3 separate regions of the Mus musculus genome follow, and all the other regions are linked to region 3. The links are chromatin contacts, called in public ChIA-PET and promoter capture Hi-C maps. All regions are on one chromosome and are shown on one strand. Each heading gives the region's core, a stretch centred on a gene start, on an enhancer-like site or on the middle of the called end of the contact. The rest is flanking DNA. Distances are from core to core; before and after follow the strand shown.

Region 1 (4,316 bases), core at 406-2,905, 360 kb before region 3:
ACAATACCTCTTTCTAAAATGTGTTCTTTCTTGGGAACCAGGCACAGTGGCTCATGCCTAGAATCTCAGCACTCACGAGGCTGAAGGAGAACTGGGATCTAGACCTGCTTGAGAGACAGCGTGGGACACTATTTCTAAGAAACAAACGCTCTTTAGTCTAGTGGTCATTGTCGGTTTTAAAAGGAAAGGTAAAAATATAACTTTTTAAATACTACTAATGGCTCATTCCCATTTTACAATATTATTAGTGGTATCATATATAATTCTCATGGTATCTTTTAGTAACACTTTTTGATAATGGGGGGCGGGGGTGAGGGGTAAGACAGAGTTTCTCTGTGTAACTGTGCTCCAGCTGTCTTGGAACCAGGTTGTACTCAAAATCACTGATTTCCACCTGCCTCTGTCTCCTGAGGGCTAGGATTAAAGGCGTTGTACCACCACCGCCCAGCTAAATAAGAAGCCTTAAAATATGGAATAAAAGAGCCTGTTTTTTTTAATGGTTGTAGTAAAGACATATGTTAAACAGGTGTACATGCATGATGTGGGATCTTTAGCCAGGACTACTACTCTCTCTTCCAACAAGATCAGCTCTGAGCCCATTTCATCAAGTTATTGATTTAGTAATGGTTCCTGTTGAGAGACTTAAGAGTGGCAGAAGTCATGTGGGGTATCACTGTCAGTGCGTTGGCTTGAGTTCTCGCAGGCCTGCCTAAAATAAAGTGACTAGAATTAAGTATTTTTAAGACTGCAAGATAAGTAAATTCAAGAAATGCTACCAGCCAGGAGTGGTCATTCATACTTATAATCACAACACTTGGAAGGCTGAGACAGGGCAATGTGAATTACAGGCCAACCTGGGCTACCAAGTGGGACCCAGTTACAAAGAGACAGAAAAAGGGGATTTGGGGGGTGTGGCTAAGGGAAAGAGTACTCACTCACTTGACAAGCTGCCTTTATGAGTTTAACCCCCAGTACCACACAGCATGTTCACAGGTCGCCTCACTCACCTGGTGGACCTTCCCCTAGGCATCCCTCCATACTTGGTCTCACTTTGAGCCTCACAGCTCTTCTAAGGTAGGTATTCATCTATCCTCTGAGCTCTATGCAAAGGTGCCCCTTGAACGCTCTGATACCCTCCCTGGCCCACCCCACCCCCAATCCTCTAGCCCCTTTAAGTAGCCTCTGACTCCTAGGGCCCCCACAATCTCCTCTGCCGGTCCCTCTTAAGCACACTAGCTCCGGCCGCCCCTTCAACACCGGAATCCCCATCTTAGAGTCCCTGCCTCACGGACAGCAGCCTTTCTCCCCAGAGACCCTTCTCCTTCCAGATCCCGGCTCCCCTCAGGACCCTCAATCTCCTCGGGATGCCCGCTCCACAAGCCCCCCTTCTCTTCAGGACCCCAGCCCCAAGGCCGCTCTGTTGACACGCGCTGTCCACCTCTGGCTTCACTGCGCGGGCCCTGCGGCCACCACACACCCCCATCGCTGCCCTTACCGCACATGATGTTGGTCACGGGCGAGGGCTGAGCTGTCGGGCGCGCGGAGAGCTTCAGAAGCGAGGGTGAGCTCGGGCCGGGGTGGTGGCAATGAGAGGACTCTGGGATGCGACAGCTCAGACCCGACAGTCCGACTCAGCGCTCGCTTCGCTCTCAACTGCCGCCCCGCCCCCCCCGGCCACGCGCGCCGCCGCGGCTCTCCCATTGGGCCGCGCCCGCGCCGCTCACGCGCAGGCATCGCCCGCCCAGCGCGCAGACGCAGAGCTGCGGGTAGCGACGTGGCAGGGGCTCGACCAGCATCCGCTTTAGGTTCCTGGAGCCGCCCGCTGAGGGCGAGCCGAGCCTCGGAGGAGGAGGAGGAAGGGAATGTTTACACAGCAGTTTGTGTGTTTCAAGGGGAACGGGAAGGAGGGAGACAGAGAGAAAAGCTGTAGGGCAGGAGGGAGAGCCTGGGACAGACGTGTCAGTGTGCAGAGCCACGGTGGCCGGAACTGCGCTGCTGGCGCAGAGGTGCGGGAGCCTGCAGGACGCCCTCGGGCAGCCATTCCGGTGACGACCTGAGCTGTAGGCAAGGTGCTCAGCGCCCCACTCCCTGCCTTCCTCACTGTTCTCTGCCTAAGGTACCACTAGTCAGTAGTCCCAGCACTGCGCCTGCGCTCAGGGAAGCTGTGGGCACGTTGTACTCGGGATCGCTCTTGTCGCGAATGAACTCTCCGTTGAGAAAAGAGGAGTTAGCGGGGCGTTCCCTTTCAGAAGGTTTAAATAATACCTTGGAGCAAAAGTAGCTGGTTATCAGCCCGCACTTGATAGCTCTAACGGAAATGAATGAGTAGGGCCCACAGAAGCACTCTCAGCCAGAATCCCCTTCCTACTGCTCCAGCATTCAAAACTGCACGCCAGGGTTATTCTACAGAGTCCCACATCACATCCTTGCCACTTTTAAGTGTGACATCTTTAGGTCTCCCCAAGATGGTTTTAACATCTCATCCTTTGATCTGTCTCATACAATAACAGACTTCTTTGGTTTTTTGTTTTTTGTTTTGTTTTTTGTTTGTTTGTTTGTTTTGAGACAGGGTTTCTCTGTGTAGCCCTGGCTGTCCTGGAACTCACTCTGTAGACCAGGCTGGCCTCGAACTCAGAAATCCGCCTGCCTCTGCCTCCCGAGTGCTGGGATTAAAGGCGTGCGCCACCACGCCCGGCTATAACAGACTTCTGTATTAAAGGTGGTTTTTTTCCTCTCCCCACTAAACTGTTAAGTTCCTTTATGATAGAGTGAGATTTTTTTGTTTGTTTGTTTGGTTGGCTTTTTTTTTTTTTAATAACCAACACTTGCCTAGTCATAGACCAGAGCAATACGTGGCAAATTAAAACTGTTCTGGTGGCTGGAAAGAGTGATAAAAGCCTTATAGGCTTGTCCTAAGCTCTTTGTATGTGCAAGGAAGCAAAGGCTTTTCAGTTTTTTTATCGCCTATCTCAAATAGAGGCTAGAAAAAGTAATCAAGGAAGTATTTCTCATCTAAAAGGCTCTTCATTATTCCAAGCCATTACACAGGTCCCTAGATTACGTTGGCAGAGCTAACACAGTGACATGTTCCTTAGAGGACCTCTTAGAGACCCTCCCCTGGAAGGCGACTTGAATGATACTGCACAAGAACCGAAGTGTGGTTCTGGTGCCTTGCCTCCCTTGTTTGCTGGCAGCAAACCTGTCGATGCCACAAAGGAAATGGCAGTAGTACCAGCAAAGTGTTTCAGCTACAGTACTTTGTTCAGCTGTGCCTACCGACTCACAGTTCCTTATCTTACCCATCTCCGTTCTGCTGCTGTCTGGGTAGGTGCTCAGCACCAGCTGAAAGGAAACTTTAAAGGCCAATGCTCTCCAGCCCAGCCTTGAACAAGCTCACTAAACCACCATACAAAGAATGCTTTGTAACCATGTGCCAGCTCAGACACTGCCCCTCCTCTGTGTAGAGCTCTGCCTTCTCTGGGCCTGTAAAAATAAACCCAGAGGAGAAAATAAATGCTGTGTGAAGGAAAGAGGCCATCTGAGCCTAATTTGAACATCTGAGAACACGGTTTTTTTGTTTTGTTTTGTTTTCTCCTAACCAGCAACACTGAACAAATTTAAGGAGGGAGAGTCTCTGTCTTAATTAGGGCTTCTATTGCTGCAACAAAACATGGTGACCAAAAGCAAGCTGGGGAGGAGAGGGTTTATTTGGCTTATACTTTCACACTGTAGTCAATCACTGAAGGAAGCCACACAGGAACTCATACAGGACAGGGGCCTGGAGTCAGAAGCTAATGCAGAGGCCATGGTGGGATGCTGCTTACTGTCTTGCTCTGCACGGCTTGCACAGTCTGTTTCTTATAGAACCCAGGACTATCATCCTGGGGATGGCACCACCCGCCATGAGCTGGGCCCGGGCCCTCTCCAATCAATCACTAAGTAAGAAAATGCCTTGCAGCTGGATCTTATGGAGACATTTTTCTCAAACGAGTCTCCCTCCTTTCAGGCAATTCTAGCTTGTGTCAAGTTGATATAAGGCTAGCCAGCTAGTCCTTGCTTTAAGACTTTTTGACCTTCCTCATCTCTGTGATTTTTGTTTCCTGTAAGTGTCACAGCTCTGAAAGTAAACTCTTCCCTTACAGAGGTATTACAGCTCTGCTCTGCCTGTGGGGGGAAGGCTCCCCCAACCCCAGTGGAACAGCTCTGATCCTTCAGTCAAAGTGTTTCAGTTCTGCTCCAGCAGGGGGAGGTTTCCCCCCAAAAAAGTGTTACAGCTCTGCTTAGAGAGGTCTCCTGGCATTCCAGAGCCAAGGATA
Region 2 (4,509 bases), core at 16-2,515, 340 kb before region 3:
TGCAGCACTAGATTTCAGGGCGTGGGGCATGGTATGCAGCGTGGCGTGGGGTGGGAGGATGCTAATACCTACCTTATTCTAGTATCTAGCAGTTCTTTAATCATTGCCACGACTTCGTCATCTTCCTCAGAGCCTAGAAAAAAAAATCATAAGAAAACCAAGAGTAACAACTTTGAAGTCATATAAGCATAAAACAGGAAGGTTTTGACATAAAAGCATAGTCAAGCATAGTGGCACTCAAGTAGACAGAGAAAGGTCACAGTCCAAGGGCAGCCTGGTCTACATAGGAAGTTCCAGGCTGGGTAGATTTAGCAAGACCTTGTTTCAAAACCCAAAACAAAAGAAAAAAAGCCATAGAAAAATACCACCCTCCTAGCTGCAATCCTTCAGCTAGAAGGCCTTCCCCCTCACACAGGGCTTGGAGGTGGGTCCCTGGGGAAAAAGCTAGCCAGTGACAGAATATTTGGTATTGTCCTCTCAACAGCCCATTACCAGCTTTCTATGTGTAAATGTTGTCCTTCCAAATCTGTCCAAAAGATGACTATCTGGAATTATCGTGTTAAAAAGCAAGCTGCCTGGGAAGGAAGGAAGTCGTGCAACCCTCATCTCTGCAAAGGACAAAGAGATGGGAGGGACAGGAGCTGTCCTGCTGCTGGTCAGATCAGATTGGAGTGTGGCTTATTGAAGCATATGGAGTTGGCAGCTGAGCTGGGCTGAGACAGACAGAAGGACCAGGGTGAGGGGACAGGCCCAGGGGAAGGAGGCTGGAGGTGACGAGCTGGAGCAGTAGGGCGGATGCAGTGCGGGAAGCGGGGTTAAGCTGGTTCCCCCCAAAAAAACCTGCAATGTACTACATACAGTTTGCATTCTTAATACTCCCTTTAAAAATGGGTCTAAAGCAGCTATAGAAGAACTAACACTGTTTCTTGACACCTTCTCCAGAAAAAGTTAACATCTGTTGAATCTAAGTGAAAGCAACTTTGTGCCTTATTTATGGTGGTTCTGAATTCTCAGAATTTTTCATAATTAAAAATTTTAATTTTGTATAATATATTCAATGTCCATACAAATTTTAAAAATTGAGAAAACAGTATTATGAAGCTCTGTATGAAATTTTGTCTCATGTAAAATTGGTTCCAGAGCCAAATGCATTCAATGACAAAAGTGAATCCATTGCCCTGGGCTGTCTCCAGAACTAGACAGTAAGCTCCTCCTGCTGACGCTCTGGTCACAAGACATAGAACAAAAGCTGGGACTAACACAAAGTCCTCACCTGCAGGCCAGCTCACAGCCAGAAGGCACTGCGCAGGCAGCTGGGAGAGAACTGGGTCAACCCTCTGGCTCCGCGCGGCCCCGTGCGCCGCACCACTGACCAGACCGGGAAAACACTGCTCACCGCCTGCTCTAACAGTGGCAAGCCCCATGTCGGGTAACCGAGTGCTTTCTGATTGGAACTGAGGCCAGCTCCACTGGAAGGAAGTTATATCTGCTATTGAACCTGGTCAAAAACTTGTGGCGAGGAGGTCATAGACCCTTATGGGAAAGCTACAACTGTTTTATTAAATAGACATAATGTGCTCGCCAAGTTTCTTTTTAAATGACCACATTTATGCCCACAGATTAGTACTGCTATCTGGTTTGGTCAGAGTAGCTCTTCATGCAGTAGGTGTCAAAGTGCTGAGCCTAAGTGACTGTGGAATGCTCAGCCCTAAGTGGGACAGCCTTACCTGCAAGACTGAGACCATCAAGGAGTATTGGGGGAGGGGCAGAAGGACTGTAAGAGCTGTGGAATACCATCTGCCTGTTCTTCTAGAGGACCTGGGTTTGGTTCCCAGCACCCACATGGTGGCTTGCAATTAACTGTAATTCTAGTTTTCAGGGGATCTGATGCCCTCTCCTGGCCTCCAGCGGGACCACACACACACACACACACACACACACACACGCACGCACACGCACACGCAAGTGAAACACCCTGGAATGGGGAAGGAGGCTCTCATGAGGCCCCACCCTCACCAGGGACCTACACAAAGTTAGTGCTGGGGAGGAAGGATATCAGCTACGGTGGTGTGTCCACTGGTAAGGTGCCAGTGCTTCTGTCAGCAGCACTAGCAGGCCTCATGTAAGCCTCTCACAGAGGAAGCAGCAGGAGATGGAGGTGGGGTTGGTGGAAAGAGGGAGAGGATCATCAGGCGTGAGGGAGACAAGGAGGAGCAATAGACGTGCTTACGATCGAAACACATTATATACATGTATAAAAGGCCTTAACTGAACCCATAATGTCGTATAATTAATATGTTCATAGCTCTAATAAAAACATTTTAAAAGTCTGTATTCTGTCACTTGGCATCCAGGTGAATGGGAATGAGGTAGGAAGTCAATAAAGACTGGACAAGCATGGACAGACCAACACAGCGCTACCTGCTTCTCCCGGAGGCGGAGGCGTCTCCTCGGTCACTAGGGGTAAGCCAGATGCAAAGAAGTCCATAATTGTGGCATAAATGTCTGGTTTCAGTAAATTCCAGTCTAACTCTTCATTCTCCTGTAATCACATTGAAGAAGCATGTTGCATTTCCAGCCAAGTACAGGACAAATCCAGATTCCCACCTTTTTTTTTTTTTTTTCATTTTGAGACAGGGTCTCACGTGCAGCTCTGACTGCCTGGAACTCACTACATACATTCAACTAGCCATTCAACTGGCAGAGAGAGATCCGTGCTCCTGCCTCCTGAGTGCCGGGATTAGAGGTGTGCGAACTATGCAAATACACACACGTATCTGAAACTCATCACATGTGCACATGTGTCAAAAGAATGACTAGTACATACCCTTTCAGAGAGACCATGTGCACTGTGGCGTCTGACAGAGCACACAGGCAATTTGTTCATAATGTTTACTCGATTCCTTTTTCATCCATCAGCCCACAGAAAGAATTAGTAAAAATACAACTCAGGGGCAGGCAAGATGGCTCCGTGGGTAAAAGCACTTGCTACCAAGTCTGGCAACCCACGTTCAATGCCCACATGGTGGGAGGAGAGAGAACTAACTGCCTCTTGTAAGTTGTCTTCTGATCTATGGATGCCTGAACACAAACACACACACACAAAATAATACATGGAATTAAAACATTTAAAATTTTAAAAATTGTATAAAAGATAAATTTGATTCCAGTAACCTGGAAGCTGCTAAGGTTGTGTCCTGCCATGGGCAGCCCTGTGATCCCAGGCACTGTGCTCAGTGTGCTGAGGCTCGAGTATCTCACCTGAGTTGCTGAGGCTACTGGAGGACAGTTACACCTGGAGCACAATTAACTGCAGCTAGAAAAGCCCTTTGCTAACTTGACAAATGTGGTAGACATCATTTTTAATGTACAGATTTATTTTATTTTATGTGCATGAATGCTCTGTCTGATGTACCCCCATGTGCCATGTGTGTGGCTGATGTCAGAACAAGACATTGGGTCCATTGGAATCGGAGGCATAGATGGTGGTGAGCTGCCACTTGGTGCTGGAAATCTAAACTGGGTTCTCTGCCAGGGCAGACAGTGCTCTTAACTGCTGAGCTGTTTCTCCAGCCCCTCACCTGAGATTTTTAATACCACGTGTCATTAAAAACCCTAGCATATTAAGAATGGAAATTCTAGGTTGGTATGGTAGTACGTTTGTAATGCCAGCAACAGGGGGCCAAGGAAGGAGGAAAGGCCTCAGGTTTCAGCCAGCCTGGACTACACAGCAAGAAAACCAATGAGCAATGAACATTCTAGAGCGAGATACTGGACTCAGAAAAAGCTGAAAGCCGGCCAGCCTTTCTTTTCACTCTCAGGACTGTACCTTTGTGACTGTGATGAAATCTGGTCCGAAGAAGACGCTTTTCACACCTTCAATTCTGAATAACTGCCTGGAACACAAAAAAAAGAAAAACCATCTCATGAAAGAAGAGAAACAGATACAGAAGTGGAAAAAAAACATTACCAAACCAACACAAACTGTCCCCAAACTGTCTCTGGTTAAAAAGCTGTCAACTCAAGATAGCTGTGTCCCTTCTTACCCTACAGTCGCCTGCCTTGCTCCAGGTACTTGCCCACGAGCAACAGCACAGTTGCTTCTCAAAGATTCTCATGAATCTGAACAGGTTTTTTACTGCTCCTCCTCCACCCCCGACCATCGCCCCGGCAGTCAGTGAAGAGGCTGTGGTACACGCAAAAAGCTCAGTATGGCATCACAAGAAAAAAACCAGCATCACCACGGAGCCACAAAGACAACGCTGACAGCCTTCCTGAAGTAAGATACAGTCAGATCCATTCACTCAATAGACAGCTGACACCTCTAAGTGCCAGGTTCTAGGAAGGCAGAAGACAGACTGGCCTCTCCTCAGGAGCTTATAGCAACAACATGCCCTAAAACAGCTCAGGGACTACAACAAAGAGGTCAGTAAACTCCACGAATCAAAAAAACAGGATTTTTTCCCTGTCTTTTTTGTGGTTGTTAAAAAACTGAACCCAGTGCCCAAT
Region 3 (4,096 bases), core at 568-3,067:
ATGGCTAAGCAGGTAAAAGTGCTAGGCACCATGCCTGTACGTGCCTCTGTGTGTGTGAACAAAGTTGTATTCATGTCACAGTGCAATAGCACAGTAGGTAATCTCAACTCTCGGGAATATTATTCCCAGAAACCCTCCTGTAAGATCAAATTCGGCTCAGTGGCCTTGTATCCCTCTCTAACACACTGGATACTATCCATGATATGAAAACAGCCTGTCATCTGCTTCCATGATGAAGATGGCAAGCCTCTTGGCAGAGCCCACATGATCCCTCCTTCACCCCAGTGCTGCAGTTGTGCAGGATCCAACATTCAGCAGGCATTCACAAATGTCTGTTACACTAACTTCATCGTACTTTCCAGCCACTTTTGAAAATTTGAAGAGGCTGTGCTAAGTGTTTTCATTACCTAAGATCCAAAGCCTGGCAAGGGGAGGTGGGAAGAAGGGGGCATATGTCTCTGATCACCCATAGCCCCCATGTCACTTTGCTGTCTTCTCACACCTCTAATACAGTGCTCTGGCTTCCTCAAATCCCCCTCTTGCACTGTGGACAGTGACTTCAGCTGTCCATAGTGGTTATCCAAGATTATCCCTAAAACTTCCTTATAAGTGACAGGAGATTCCCAGTGCTCTCCTACGGCTTGACACATAATCTCAAAAATATGGAAGTCAGGCCGCATGGTGGAAATTCTAGTTTAGTTGGGATCAGGTATAAAAGAGGCTGTACAAAAGTCTATTTATTTACCTTTTTTTTTTTTTCCTTAACATGATGACTAGTGGACCAAGTGTTTTCAAACTAAAACTAGCCTCTTCTGCCTCTTCCTAAGTTTTTGTTCTAGAAGCCTGTCCTCAGCTGTTGCCCGTCAAAGGCTGGCAAGAGCACTGGTTCCATCAGTAGAGGCTGCAGCCTTTCCCACTCGCTGTATACATGTTTTACTGCAAGAAGCCGCGTTCTTGTGTGTGTGCGCGAGCGCGCGGCTCATAAAGCCTTTCATTTTGAAGGTTACGGCAACATTTGGGAGGTTCCCTTCGGGAGTAGGATGGAGCCTTTTACTTACAAAAAACAGTAGTTGGGGCTGAAGAGATGGGAGAATGCAGTGGGTTTGCTGCTCACTTTCTCAGTGCCTACTGTCAGGTTCTCAATGGCCAGTTGCATGGAATACAAGGGACACCCACATACATACAAAAATAAAACGAACTCTCTCAAACCGCCATAGTAGTTTAGGGTGCAATCCCAGTGCTGTCACTTGCGCCAACATAAAGCTGACTTAAGAATTAAATGCAAAAGTCAAAAACAGCTCATGCCGATTAGAATTCGTGTGGCCTGACGTTGTAAGACACTCTTTCAATCCCAGCACTTGGGAGGCAGAAGTAGGCTGATCTCTGAGTTCGAGGCCAGCCTGGTCTACAGAGTTCCAGGACAGCCAGAGCTACACAGAGAAACCCTGTCTCGAAAAACCACAACAAGAAAGGATTGGTGTGATGTATTTTATACGTGTAGAGGAACGCTGGGAAAACAAGAGAGAACTGTGCTGGGTGGAGCGATACACAGGTGAGTTCTCCAGCAGGACAAAGGGGTAAATCGCGACAAGATTTAAAAAGAAATCTCAACTTGAAGAAGCGGAATTAGCGCCCAGTTCTTCCAGGAACTTCAGGCCCTGGGGCGACTTCCAGGGCAAGACTTAAGTCATCTGTTTGCTGGAGCCGCCGGAACCCTCGCCACGCGCTCTGCTAGTTTCCAGCCGGCCTGCAAAAATCAACTTCCAGCTGCTCCGGAAGTTGTGGGGTTGTTTCCGGGGCGGTCGGAGGAGGAGGAGGAGGACTCCGATGGGTCGAAGTCGTAGCCGCTCCCCGCGTAGGGGTGAGTCCAGAAAGTCTCACGGCTAGGGACGGTGTCAGGTGCTACCCACGACCTTAACCTCGAAGGCCCGGGAGAGTGCGGGACGGGGCGAGGCCGGGACCTGCTCTCCTCAGCCCTGCCCTGAACTAGAGTTCCACAGTCCCTTCGCTTAGCTCCTGGGGGACCGTGCATACATCATAAGTCAGCCTGCCTTTCTCTGTCCAGTCCCCGTAACCATCGTAGGTAACTTTACCGTGAAGGATTGGTGTGAGAATTAACGTCACCCTCCATAACATTCAACCTGCCTTGGCTCACAGATGCTTTCTAAATGTCGGTGCCCTGCCTGGGTCTTTAGTTGGAAGTGTTTAGAATTTGAGACCGCATATCCTAATGTCTTCTGTACATAAGACAGAGAGCATAGGACTGAGGCCGTGTAAGGTGGGACTTTGGGGAAACTCAGAGGATATCTGTATCCTCAGCCATGTTAAGGGATTAGAATTAGTCTCTAGTTGTTTAGAACAAGGCTCACCTTCAACTAATACTCAATTATCTTACTAGGCAACCAGGGCCTCAAGCAAATTGAGCCTTCGAAGTGCAGTAAATGTCCAATAGATTGGTTTTCCTTTGGGAAATACCTATTGTGTAGCATTATGCCTTACTTTGGCCAGTTTACTAATTAGTACAAGACATGGTAGAGCAAACAAGGGGGCGGGGATAGCCTCATACACAGCCATGCTTTCAGAAAACACAGAACTTTGTTTTAAAAATACGATTCTGACTGAAAAGATAATCTAATTGGATATTAGGCTATTGTATAAACGGTCGAAATATGGGTGATTTTAAAATACACCACATTGTTTGACTTTAAAGTAATTTAAGTGATGTTATGTGTTGAAATGTTAGTAGGGGTGTGTGTGTGTGAGAGAGAGAGAGAGAGATCAAGAGAACTGAACTTAGTGCCTCACAGATGCATGGCAAACAGGGCCTTACCATAACAGGGGTTGGTCTTGAATGATTGCTTTTTCTGCCTCCACTTCCCCAGTCCTGGTGTTACAGGTGTGTGCCACTATGCACAAGAATTACTTCTTGGTTTGTTTGTTTGTTTGTTTAGGTTTTTCAAGACAGGGTTTCTCTGTGTAGCCCTGGCTGTCCTGGAGCTCACTCTGTAGATCAGGCTGGCCTTGAATTCAGAAATCCTCCTGCCTCTGCCTCCCAAGTGCTGGGATTAAAGGCGTGTGCCACCGCTGCCCAGCATTTGTTTTTTTAAGACAGGGTTTCTCTGTCACTTAGCAGTGCCTATTCTAGAGCTCGTGGACTGGCCTGGAACTCACTGAGAAGGGCCTGCCTCTTCCCTGAGTACCATGCTCAGCTGACTTTTTTGTTTTTTTAACTGTTCATTGTGACTACTAGTAGTGGCTTGCATTATACTTCATTATGACAGCTCTAGGTGTTCAAATTAACCTTTAGCTCTGCTATTTTTGTGTTTGTTAGAACGTAGGCGGTCCCGGTCCACATCTCGGGATCGAGAAAGAAGACGCCGAGAAAGGTCCAGGTCCAGGGAGAGAGATCGCAGAAGGAGCCGCTCAAGATCTCCACACCGAAGACGCTCCAGGTGAGTGTAGACAGAAAATTAAACAAAACAAAGAAAGAAAAACTGAGAAACTTGTCTACAAGGATGCGGAGAACAAAGAGCCCAGGAGATGCCCTTGACTTTGCCTTTATCACTTAGAAGGGACTCTGGTTTTATGAAATGGCAGAGTTTAATCACACAGTATTCTAAAGCTAGCATTACTCATGGCAAATAGTTTAATTACAGTGTATCAGAGCATAGTCTTTTAAAAGATGTTAGTCTTATTTTCTGTGTGTGGGTGTTTAGCCTTTATATATGTCTGTACCTGGTGCATCAGAAACAAGTTTCAGACTGTTGCGAGCTGTGCTGTAGGTCCTAGAGCCCATTTCCTGTGGAAGAGCAGCCAGTGCTTTTAACCTCTAAGCCAATCTTCTAGCCCTAGGGAATTGTCTATAAGAGCAACAGGAATGATGAATGAAATCCCCTTAGAAAGGTATTTGGTAAAGAAATTTAAGTATGTGCTCAGCAACAGGTGACCCACAGGGACTGACGAACTCTTCAAAGACATCAGTAGGCATTTAGAAGTGTGTGTGTGTGTGTGTGTTCATTTTTAAATTTTCTGTTGCATTTGAAAGTGTGCAGGTGTGCATGTGAATGTCAGGGATAACTTGGGAGTCACTTTTCTC

Evidence for each region. Promoter capture Hi-C pulls out the DNA fragments that hold promoters and counts their contacts. ChIA-PET counts read pairs in DNA pulled down with a chosen protein or histone mark.
Region 1: an RNA polymerase II ChIA-PET map of memory CD8 T cells shows a contact between it and region 3, with 16 read pairs. The contact joins the promoter of Gfpt1 here to the promoter of Snrnp27 in region 3. A contact is called at or near these places in 2 of 39 promoter capture datasets (hippocampal neurons and neural stem cells) and 3 of 115 datasets of contacts at active chromatin or transcription factors (cardiomyocytes, extraembryonic endoderm stem cells and memory CD8 T cells).
Region 2: a promoter capture Hi-C map of embryonic stem cells shows a contact between it and region 3, with 2.4 times the contacts expected there. The contact joins the enhancer-like site here to the promoter of Snrnp27 in region 3. A contact is called at or near these places in 3 of 39 promoter capture datasets (embryonic stem cells and hippocampal neurons), 3 of 115 datasets of contacts at active chromatin or transcription factors (the 230-238 cell line, embryonic forebrain and memory CD8 T cells) and 2 of 9 other capture datasets (embryonic stem cells and pancreatic islet).

Annotation. Positions count from the first base shown.
Region 1 is chr6:87,040,185-87,044,500 of GRCm38.p6, reverse strand. Gfpt1 (glutamine fructose-6-phosphate transaminase 1) reads right to left here and starts at 1,655. Exons shown (of 19, transcript NM_013528.3): 1 at 1,496-1,655. The coding sequence starts at 1,502.
Region 2 is chr6:87,018,752-87,023,260 of GRCm38.p6, reverse strand. Nfu1 (NFU1 iron-sulfur cluster scaffold) reads right to left here. Exons shown (of 8, transcript NM_020045.3): 4 at 3,830-3,896; 5 at 2,422-2,542; 6 at 73-133. Among named protein-coding and RNA genes, the nearest start is that of Nfu1, 11 kb to the right of the region's middle. Within about 2 kb of position 1,265, at least 8 of the 459 cell types and tissues checked have an H3K27ac peak or open chromatin away from gene starts, as enhancers often do. A contact at or near this core is called in embryonic stem cells, where this site is marked.
Region 3 is chr6:86,682,212-86,686,307 of GRCm38.p6, reverse strand. Snrnp27 (small nuclear ribonucleoprotein 27 (U4/U6.U5)) reads left to right here and starts at 1,817. Exons shown (of 6, transcript NM_025665.2): 1 at 1,817-1,861; 2 at 3,332-3,452. The coding sequence starts at 1,828.